Regions from separate parts of the Rattus norvegicus genome. Here region 2 is linked to region 1. A link is a contact called in public Hi-C data. All regions are on one chromosome and are shown on one strand. The core of a region is the stretch at or near the end of the contact, and the rest is flanking DNA. Distances in the headings are between cores, read along the strand shown.

The links. Hi-C and Micro-C count contacts between places; a contact is called where the count stands out from the background.
Region 2: a contact with region 1 is called in a Hi-C map of liver, with 1.8 times the contacts expected there. The contact joins two enhancer-like sites.

Annotation. Positions count from the first base shown.
Region 1 is chr15:83,295,325-83,301,256 of GRCr8, forward strand. The region is part of intron 2 of Klf12 (KLF transcription factor 12); the gene reads right to left. Among named protein-coding and RNA genes, the nearest start is that of Klf12, 97 kb to the right of the region's middle. Within about 2 kb of position 2,882, at least 1 of the 93 cell types and tissues checked has an H3K27ac peak or open chromatin away from gene starts, as enhancers often do. A contact at or near this core is called in liver, where this site is marked.
Region 2 is chr15:83,374,078-83,380,009 of GRCr8, forward strand. All of the region lies in intron 1 of Klf12 (KLF transcription factor 12), which reads right to left. Among named protein-coding and RNA genes, the nearest start is that of Klf12, 19 kb to the right of the region's middle. Within about 2 kb of position 2,789, at least 2 of the 93 cell types and tissues checked have an H3K27ac peak or open chromatin away from gene starts, as enhancers often do. A contact at or near this core is called in liver, where this site is marked.

The DNA.
Region 1 (5,932 bases), core at 1,632-4,131:
ATAACCTCAAACTGTAAACACACACACACACACACACACACACACACACACACACACACACACACACAGAGTGCGTGACTCAAGATACCACATTTTAAGTATTACATATTTTAATAGATAAATACTGACACCAATAAAAGTACATTTCTCTGAGACAACTAAGACTGTCAAATATTAATGACCTTTGGGAAAAATTGTTTTTCAGTCAAGACATTTTATTTTGAAGGTATCCCTTCTTTTTGGTGGCATATTTCTTCATTGGTCCATAGAAACTGGATTAATCTCATCTTTCTAAAATATGCAGGAATTCCGATCTCTGGTTACTCCATTACAGGCCTAGGTCAAACAAGTGCTGGAAACTCTCCTCTATCCAGAAACTTTGTACTTCGTGTCCATGTCCCTTAAGACCCTTCAGACTATAGACGGTCTTTGAAAGAACAGTGTGGAGAAGGCAGACTACTCCCAAGGCAGGAGATACATTTGATGCATATTCCTACAGAGCTCCTGTTTTCTCTTTCACCATTTCTATTCCTTCAAAGGTAAACATCTTTAAAGTTTTCAACAATCGTAAAAGGCCTCGGGTGGCTAGGATGCCATCAGCGGTCATCAACCCCATGTTCCAGCACGATTTTAAACTGGAAAATGATGACCTCGCACCAGTGAGCTACCTCTCTGAACCATGCTGTAGCTGCAATGTAATTAGAGCGCGCTGCTCTCCTTCCCTACTGGGCGAAGCTGTTGAGTGCAGACCATTTGGCAGAATCTATCAAAAACCATGAAAAAGAAATATGCCTTTTGTCCTAAAGAATTCACCTCTTGGAACTTATCCTAGAGGATAAGTAAGGATGCACAGAATCATATTGATATCTTTACTACTCATAATTAGTAAATAAATAATGGAAGCAACCTAAATATTACCAAACAGAACAACGATTAAATAAATTACTGTGAGGCCATATAGTTAAAAATGTCATAGATGCTCACTTCAAATGATATAAAATGTGCACACTAACATATAACAATGCCTAGTTTAAGCAAGCACACAGCATTTTCTTAAATACTGTATATAAAGATCTGTAATATACTATAGGCTCTTAAATATAAAATTATAAATACAGAGAGACTATAAGTAGTTATCTATCATCCTGCGTGCAGTCATATGGTAGTAGTCATGCTTTCTTTGCCTCACATTTCTGTAACAAGTATATAATGAACATTTATCACTTCCACAAAAAGATACAAGTGAAAAAAAAGTATTTTTTTTCAAAGAAACCATCTGAAAAAAGGAGGATTAGAAATGGGTTTGAGAGGCGTGCTTTCCATGGTGAGGCTCTGAAATGCACAGTCCACAGAGGTCACGGAATCCGTTTGCCTGGGAGATTATAAGAAAGGGTAGTGACCTCTCCTTTAAGCACAGCTTGAATGCAGTTCTTGACCTCCATGGCCTCCTGCAGCTCCAGTGCAAAAAGACTAAGCCAAAATACAATTTTCACTCAACAGCACAGAAAGTAGTCAGTTCCTTAGACTGCCCTGATCCTCGGCACTCCTTTCCCCTACACAAGGAAAAGTAACCCGTTCATCTTCCACACAGTCCTACAAGCCAATGACCTTGAAGACATGAGCCCAGCAACTTGCTTGAGCATTAAACACAAACACCTCTGAGAATCAGTTCCTATAGAGCAATGCGCCGACTCCCACTTTATCCAACTGACTTTTTCATATATATAAAAAAAAACTTAGACGCTCTGAAGAGATAGCTGCGTGGACTATGTGCTTACTGTGCATGTATGGACATATGAGTTCAGATGCCCAGAATTCACCTGAAAATGATATTGGCATGGTGGAGCACCTTCAATCCTTACACTGGAGAAATAAAGAGAAGGGATGCCCATGGCAATCTGGCTAGCTGGACTAGCCAAATCTTAATGCCAGGTTCATCAAGAGACCCCAGCACAGTAAGTAAAGTTGAAAGCTACTGAGGAAAACATCAGACATTGACCTTTGGCCTCCACACACACACACACACATTCTCAGGTAACTGCACTCACACAAACAAATATACACATGAATGGAGAAAAAAAGAAAAATTATAGTTAATTTCAGCCACTTAAATGACACACTGTAGGTCAAAGAAAATGGTGGCACCTATTAAAATCTTACATGTGTTTACCTGTATGTTTTACAATGACATGGTGACCAAAGTTATTGGTGGAATATGTTAAAGACAAGTGAAAATGTCCAATTACTTTGCTATGAAAAGGTCTCTAAAACTTATTTTCTGCTCCCCCTATGAACACATACAGAATATTGTGCAAGAGCATAATTAAATGAATTTTTGATTGGGAATAATGTCCTTACCTTACCCAAAGGAAGAGAAAACAAAGGGACGGTGTGACAGCAGACCAGTTGTGCCAAGATTGGTAAGTAACATTACCTTTCTTGCTACCCAAACTGAGCAACTGAGCTAAGAAGAAAACCACAGAAATGCTAAGAAGATTCAGCTAGGCCTGCAGATTATGACCAAGAAGTAAAAATAATGCATGATGGTATTTAAAGCTGGAGAGGCTGGGGTGGGGTGATCGGATGTGTGCAATGGGTACTTTAGAGACCATGTTCCAAGGCATAGTTTCTGTGTTTCTGTTTTGGGTTGTCTGGGGTGTGTGTGTGTGTGTGTGTGTGTGTGTGTGTGTGTGTGTGTGTGTAGGCAGAGGTGGACACTAAAAGTCTTCCTCAACTGCTCTCCATCTTAGCTTTTTAAAACAGGTGTCTAACACTGATTCACCTAAATTGGCTGGTCAATAAGCCCAATGGGCCCTCCCCACTTCTCTTCATAGCAGTAGAATTAAAAATGCACTCCACTCTGCTCCACTATTTGCCTGGGTGCCAGAGTCAACTCAGGCCACGTTTGCACAGCAAACATTTTACCAAGCAAGCATTTTCTCCACCCTCTACCAAAATGGAGTTTAAATGACACAGGCTTCACTTCATAACAGCCAGTTTTCTAAGATAGAAAAACCATGGCCATGAGCTCCAAAAGCAAGGCATCTAACACAGAAGGGCAATATTTAAAGTACATTTCCCTCACCAAATATTGAAGTCTCGTCATTTCGATGAACCAGTAACCAGGCCACAAAAGACATCTTTCCCTCCATCAGAAGAAGGTCATGCTTAAATAGTACTCTTATTTTCCAGTTGGCTTTCCTGGGTGGGTGAGGGGTTTATTCTTTTCATTATACATTTAAAGTGGAATAAGAATAATTTGAATGAAAATATCCCTGCTCCATTTTATCTAATAGGTAAGGACATAAGTTGACGTTTCCTCGATGATTCCGACTACTCATTAGGATCGTGGGTGATCAGGCAATGCTGCACACAGAGATAAGTTCAGGAGCCACTGAAGTGTGTCTATACTAAATGACCTGAAACTATTGGACTTTGTGTAGGCATGAGCATATTAGAGTATGTCAAGCTGTGACTTCTCAATCTGCTCCCTTCTTTTTATAGATGTTGCTCTGCCCTAAGGTAGACTAGATGTCCGACTATGATGCATGCAGATTTTGGTAATCAGTCCTAGCTGAATGAACTTGGATATGTCATTTAACATCCTTGGATATAAAATGAAGGATTTCAACAAGGTCCCTCCAGGGTCTCTTTTCATCATGTTGTTCCTCATATGTTGTGTAACCTGGAAACCAGGAGAACAAGCTGCCTACACTTGCATTGAAAGTAACATCTAAAGAAACATGCAACATATTCTTTTGTTAAGTGACAAATCATGCCCCAGACATCTTTGTGCCTTTGCTGGAGGCCATATTTGGGCCATTATTTGTTGATTTGTGTTTGTTTTTGTTGTTTTTTGTAGCTCAGAAATAGTAATATGATTGCTAGACACCAAAGGTTCTACTAGTGAGGTGTCAGTCAGTATTCTCATACCTTGATCTTATCTAAGTATTCTGTGTTAGGTCCCCAAAGAATGTATGCACACTGAGCAAACAGAAGGCAAATTGAAGACTGTAATGGGACACCTTTCTTCACTTCAGTGGATACTATTTAGAGGGTAGGATTTATTAAAAGGTGTTCTACAAGCCAGGTGTGGTGACATACACCTTTAATCTCAGCACTCCGATGTCAAAGGCAGGTAGATTTCTGTAGGTTCAAGGCCAGCTTGTTCTATAATGAGAGTCTGAGGCCAGGCAGGACTACACAGAAAGATTCTGTCTCAAAAACAAATAAAGAAAGAAAGAACGGAATTCTATAGTATGATGCTTTGGAAAACATGAGGCAGAGTGCAAGCATAGAGAATTAGTTCTACAAGTCTTAGGAGAAGGACATGTATTCAGTTTTTACTTTCTGGAATTGTAAACACATGATTTCCCACTCTTAGGTACTCGGTGCCATCATCGAGAGGAATCTGGAATCTAGCAGGTAGAGGAAGTTCAGTGGTTAACAGTGCATATTACTCTTGCAGAGAACCTGAGTTTGAGTCTCAGCACCCATGTTAGAAAGTCCACATGAAGTCATAACCCCAGTTACAGGGGAATCTGAGAATCTCTGTCCTCCATGGGTACCTGCACATACATGTGCCCAGAAACACACACACACACACACACACACACACACACACACACACACACACATAATTAAAAGAAATATATCCTATTTTTTTAATATATATAGTCTTTTAAAAGGAGCTTGAAATCTGGGCTGATGGCTCAATTGGGGTAAAGGCAATAAATCATCATGACACAGAATGACATACAGTTAATGCAGTAGTAGGGTGTGGTGGGGATGTGCACTTGTAATCCTAGTTCTGGGGAGCCAGCCAACCTAGTCTACCTGGTAAGCAACAAAGGAAAATAATATCTGAAAATCAAGGAGGCAGCATTTGAGGAGCGATGCCTGAGGCTGACATCTGACATACATACACACACACACACACACACACACACACACACACACACACACACACACACACACGCACACACACACACACGCACGCACACACGGATGCATGCACGCACACACGCACATATGTACATGTGCACAATCAGCTGAATACAAGCATCCACCTACAAACATATGAGCATGTGCACATGCACAAACATACATAAAAAAGGAAGCTGAGACACTCCCCTCCACTGGCAATCTGCATCTCATTCCTTTAGAGTAGTGGCTCTCAACCTTACTAAAGCCATGACCCTTTCATACAGTTCCTCATGCTGTGGCGACCCCAGTCCATAAAATCATCGCACTGCTACTTTGTAACTGTAACGTTGCTTCTGTTATTAATTGTGATGTTAATTGTCTGATATGCAGGATATCTGCCACGCAATTGTCAAAGGCGCTGTGCGACCCACAGGTTCTTATGTTCATGAAATCGCCCTATTGCCATGACATGTGTCTCCTTCCACATATTTCATTTCTAGGTTCCTCTCATCACATGAGCCCTGGATGCCTACTTCCTATCTTCACCTCTCCTCTGAATTCTCATCCATGTAAATGTGTAAAGAAAAACAAAAGAAGAAAAATTTTTTTAAAAATCAAAAAGGGAAAAGAAAACCAATAAAATGAAAAGTATTCGAGAACATTCGCATAAACTCTTCATGTCTCAGATTTCTCTCGCTACACACACCACAATCTCTAAAATTTAGGGCAGTAATTCTCAATGGGTTCCACTGTGTAGTTTGGGAAGACATTGATAGGAAGCAGTTACAATACTGCTCCTGGACCAGGACTGCTAGTGTGTACAAGGGAAGGGGGGTCCACAAAATAACAATCCACGTTGGTGAAGGCCCAGATTGCAAAACCACCTCCTGAGAGACTAAAACACATTGTAGTCAACTACAGAGTAACCCAAATCTACAACGACTGAGTTGAGTTGAATATATGAAGCTACAGGAGAAAAAACATTATAAACAATAGACACAGTATT
Region 2 (5,932 bases), core at 1,539-4,038, 79 kb after region 1:
GTTTTGTAACATTTATGATTTTAATCACAACTTAAGTATTAAGTATGATGTTATCTACTGGCTTAAGTCTTAACAGCTAGGGTTGGAAGGGCTATTTGCATGAAGACTCAATCCTGAAAACATACATCTGACCTGGTAGTCTGACTCCCCTCTCTTCCTGCTGTTATCATAATAATGATGCAAAGTGGCCAAACTCCCCCTGACATTACTAAAAAGAAGGAAAGCAAGGGGAACACCTTTCCAACTATCTTGAACATTTTACGAGTTTGGGCTCTGAGAATCTGAGTTCTGCCACAGTCTGAGAGGACAGAAAGATTTAATGGTTTCTTGAGTATGAACGTCAATTAAGTAAGACCTGATAAATAAGTCTATGGTAATACAGTAATTCAGAAGGTGGTTCTAAATAAATAATGGTAAATATTTACAATGTGCTGTTCACTCAAACAGGCGAGACCAATGCCTCATAGAACAAGAGTTCATAAAGCAGTTAAATGAATATGAAGAAAGCAGAAGGGAAGCACACGTTAAAAGTGAGACAGCACAATGAGTCCTGGTGAGTAGGAAGCCTGGCTAGGGTGTGCACAGGCCTCAGAATAGAGAAGTAGCCAGCAAATAAAAGGTTTGACGGTGTTCCAGATCTTTTGCATGATTATCTAACCCCTGCCCCCAAAAAGGAAGGAAGAAGGGAGAAAAGGGGGGGAAGGAGGAGGAGGGAAAAGAGGAGAAGAAGGGGGAGGAGGAGGAGGAGGAGCTAGGGGGTGGACCAAAAAGGAATCCAGGCTGAGTGTGAAGGCACATTCTTTCCATCCTAACATGCAAAAGTTTGACTGAGAAATATCAGGTGTTTAAAGCGGCCTGAACTAAAGGCTGGAGGTAGGGAGAGGGGAGTGGGGGGGCAGGGAATAAGAGACTTGCATTTTAAAGGCTCTGCACGTGGTAACGTCTGTCTAATTGACTGGAAACCCTCTTCACAAGGTTGAACTGAGAATCCATTCATAAGATATTAGTTTTCATTAAGCCTGTAAACTTGAAAGATTGGATAAAATGAGGGTCTCGGTCTGCTCCAGCTTTTCTAATTACCCCACAAATGGCCACAAGGAAAATAAAATTAAGACCTTCATCCTTTGACAGATTGAATTGTTTCAAACATCAAAAATTAATGTGTTCAATTGCTTCAAAGGAGTAGAATGCAGTGGTGCTGATTAAAACCAGGAGTTAGGGAGGAGGAAAAGGATAACTCCCCCTGGTGTGAGATGTTGGTGATAATACAGAGAAGCAAAAAAAGAGAAAACGGAGCGGAGGGTAGTTTGAATGAGAAATGTGCCCCCAGTCTCAAGCATTTGAAAACATGGTCCCAGTTGGTTTTGGAGGACTTGAAGGTGTGCTTCCGGAAATAAGTCACCGGGGTGGAGCTCTAAGAACTTGAAGACTTGAGCCACTAGTGGTTCACTCAGTCATGCTTGCAGCTCAATATGTGATCTCTTGGCATCCTGTTCCAGCCATCCTATCTACCCCAATGGCAAAATGGATGGAAATTTGCCTATATAAGGAAGAAATATACACAGAGACAAAGACAGAGAAGCAGAGGCAGAGGCAGGGGCAGGGGCAGGGGCAGGGGCAGGGGCAGGGGCAGGGGCAGGGGCAGGGGCAGGGGCAGGGGCAGGGGCAGAGGCAGGGGCAGAGGCAGAGGCAGAGGCAGAGGCAGAGGCAGAGGCAGAGGCAGAAAGAGTCAGAGAAGCTGGGATGGAGAGACTGAGAAAGGAGAAAGAGGAAACATGGGAGCATGAATTCCTATGCTCCATTAATTACTTCATAGGGCTAAAATCAGTCCACTCCACAATTGAGAGGAAGTCCTTCCCTTAGAGAGAGCTCCAGGAAGGAGGTGTATATTTCTCTATTCAAGGTAATATTTATGCTTTCTAGAAAGATTTAATTCATAAAACATTGGGCAATGGGTCTAGTTTGAACACATTAGGCCGGGGCCCCACAGTAAATTGCTGTGTGGGTTGGAAGGCATGCTAGAGAGTAGTGAACACATTAAACAGAAAGCACACTATCTTTACTTAAAGGGCAATTCTGTGGCAGAGTCTGCATTTATTCTTACTGCCAACAACAATATACAGCATACTTTAACTCACCATTTTTAACTGCTAAGTCTCTTGGACAAAACTGAGAGAGAAAGAGAGAAAAGATGACGCGGGCAATCAATAAAAAACTTCTCCAGTCAGAGTTAACAAATCTTCCCTCATATTTTTGCTCTTAAGTGAGTAGCTCATCAGAGTGGCCAGAAAAATCAACCACTTTGCAAACCTCCCAGGGAGAGAAGGAAAAGGGTCCCTGGCTACAGAGACATGATGAGAGGGGGGAGCTACATGATCCCCAAGTATGGGTGGCCCTTATCCCACACACTGATGGGTGACACCTGGAAGAGAAATGTCATGAAAGAACGTTTCATTCTGTATCTGAGAAGCAGCAGGATACAATCACGTCCCCTGTGACACACAGCCTTAATAAGCACATCCAGCAGTCAGATCTTGGGTTCTAATGCCATTCTCAAATAAGAGGAGCCATAGCTGCTTGGAGAAGCTGCTCGTGTCAGGGCTGAGGCAAGAGATGAGTATGTAGGATTTTCAAGTGCCCAAAAGGACAATACTACTATGTCTTTAAAAATACTTTTTTTAAGAAGCACACAACAGTGGCAGTAAATCAATATAAGAGTACTAGTTTACAGTCTACGGATAAACTAAATACACAAGTTCATATTGACATACAAAAGAGGGTTGGAAAGCAACGAAGTGGAAAAATCCAGAGTCCAATTTCAGCAGGCAAAGGAGCCAAGGCATCCTCCGATTAAAATGTGGCCCTCTTCCCAAAACCTAAAGCCCCAGAAGCAATCATGGGAAACCCATCAAGCCCATTCCAGCTGAGATCCACTCTGCAGAGATCCTGATCAGAAGTCCTCACACTGACACGGTCATCAAACACAGGACAGTCAGATACACTTTTCCAGCCAAAAGGCATGAAGGAGATGTGTCTACGGGTATTATTATGTGATGCACCAAATGAGGGTATCTAACAGAAAAGGAACTGAGGTAAAAGCTGAAGGGAGCTGAATGAAGGAGGAACTATAATTAAAGGATTTACAGCCTAGAACAAACATGCCATCTCCATGGAAGATTCCAATGACAGAGAAAATTGACTGAGAGATCAGGGGAACTCTGGATTACTGTGCATTTTTTTCCCACAATTCGATGAAGGGGTGAGACTTATTTCTACAGAAAAGTCCACCTGTGGTGAATTAAAAATAAAGAGGTATACTCTGGGGGAAAAAAGCATATTCCATATCAGTTTGTGAAGTAATTAGAGATACATTTTGCCATTAAAAAAGGAGGGGGAGGGGGTTGGGGATTTAGCTCAGTGGTAGAGCGCTTGCCTAGCAAGCGCAAGGCCCTGGGTTCGGTCCCCAGCTCCGAAAAAAAGAAAAGAAAAAAAAAGGAGGAGGAGAAGGGAGGGAGGAGGAAAAGGAGGAGTAAAGCTATGGCAGATCACAGCTTTAATCTCAGCACTTAGTAGGCAGAGGCAGGAGGATCTTATTGATGTAGACTAGACTACAGATTGAGTTCCAAGACAGGCAAGGCTACACAGAGAAACTTTGTGTTAAAAGAAAAGAGAAGAGAAGAGAAGAGAGGAGAGGAGAGGATAACAGAGGAGAGGAGAGGAGAGGAGAGGAGAGGATTAGAAAAGAAAAAAGAAAGCAAAACTGGTAACAATTCTGACAGTCTTTGAGACTATTAGAGGAAAAGTGCTTTTCTGAAGGTGGTTTAAAAACTAGAAACACAGATTGGGAAATGGTATATAGATAATAGTATATGTTGTGCAAGTATGAGGACCTGAGTTCAAATCCTGTGCACCCATGTAAAAAGATTGGTATGGACGTATGTGGTTATAGTCCTAGAATTGGGAGATGAAGAAAAAACAGATCTTGGTAGCTCCCTGGTCAGGTATCATAGCTGAAATAATGAACTTACAGTTCAGTGAGAGATTGAACTGCAAAGGAGTAAACTGGATAGGAACAGAGGAACACGCACACACACACACACACACACACACACACACCACAAATTACACATCAATTAGAATGGACATTTGTTCGGATACACTATACTTTCTTCAGCATTTATCAACTCAGTTACCACTGCCCAAAATATGCTCTATTAGAACCCATGATTTTTTTTAGAATGGTGTTTTTACTTGGTCTTTTAATTACCCACCTTTCCAAGATGATTCACTTACAGTTACCATTTCACTCTGCCCACTGTATCCCTATGGCTTACTTGTCATTTACTTCCTTGTGATTATTGACTCACAGAAATTATTCATTTTAACATTAATTGCTTTGTATATAAACTACTAAAACAAGGGAAAATGTATCCAAAAGTTAGCATGTATATTTTCTTTCAAATGCATTAAGATGAAATACAATAATTGCCAAGTACACAACACAATCCTCCTCCATTCCACGGAAACCTTGCTTAACCAATGTTGGGGTTAACAGGTCTCTCTACGCCAGCAATGGCCACAGCAGCATGTCTATCCTCGCCATCACCCTGACAGGATTAGGGAAAGAGTTAGCAAGCCCATTACTAGTCATCAGAAAGTAGTTGTTAGTTTCCTGAGAGTAGAGTCTTTGCTGTGGAAATTGGAGGCAGCTGGGGGCAGTACTGTTCCCACATTTTGCTATCTCAGAAGAAGCAAACAAGAACAGCAAAGCTGGAAGAAGGCAGAGCGGGAAACAGACCCACGATGCTACTTACATTACAGAACGGAGAATACTTAGGAACAGATCCATTTCTTGGATACCCCGGTTTTACAAAACCATAAACCACAAAGCAACATTTGAACTTCAGCCAGTCTGAACTGACTTTAAAGACCAGGGTTAGCTGGATGGATCCACAAACTGAAAGGGACAGTGCCTAATGAGGGGCTGAAGTAGTTATCTGCCAGAGTGCATAGTGAGGTAGTTAGTCTATGGTCCACTGAGGTAGGTGGCCATGGAAGTTGGACTCTCCCATCTTGAAGAAGCCAAGGATAGCCCAGTTCACAGCTCCACTATCCTTAGGCATGGGCATGGTCCTCATGAGTCAATACATTAGCTTGATCTCCAGCCACTGCTTCTCCATTACATACAATAGAAACAAAGGAAGGAAACAAAGAAACAAAGGGGTCAGAAGGAATGCAATGGATTAGTTTTTAAAAGCCAATTCCATTATTTGTGGGCAAAACAGTGCACCACTCATGAGATATGAAAAACTCATCAGATAAGAAGTATGTTATATCTACTTTCACTAGGAAATATTGCACTCTATTAAGCAACAGAGGCAGGGAGAAACCTGAAAAATAAAATAAAACAAACAAAAATTAAAACCTTTGCATAGCAAGGGCACCAGTGACACTGTAGGTTAGTACATGGTTCTTATATGTACCAGGTTACCTAAAAGATATGTTCACATGCACGCAACATCCAGTTTTTATCCCACTTGCTAGAACCTACTTGTCCACATGTAAGGAAGAGCTTCACCATGACATCTATTTAGACTCTATATCCATGTAGAGTCTAACAAGTAGAAACTCTATAATAGATAAGAAACGTCAGAACTGAGTGGCAACAACCAGCCTGAAACCGTTGGTTTTTTTTTTTTTTTCAACCAAAAGAACAAATACAAATCAAATGTTCCACTATAACCATCATTCAATAACTGGCTTTTTAACACCAGAAACACAAGGCATTAAAATGATTTAATTATGACATTCATATTCTGGAAAGCCCTTGTAATAATGACACTTATGTAGAAACACTTATATAGAAAAACTTAATATGGTAACACCCTGCAGTGCCTGGAAACCTTTGAGAACAGAGCTTTATCACACAGTC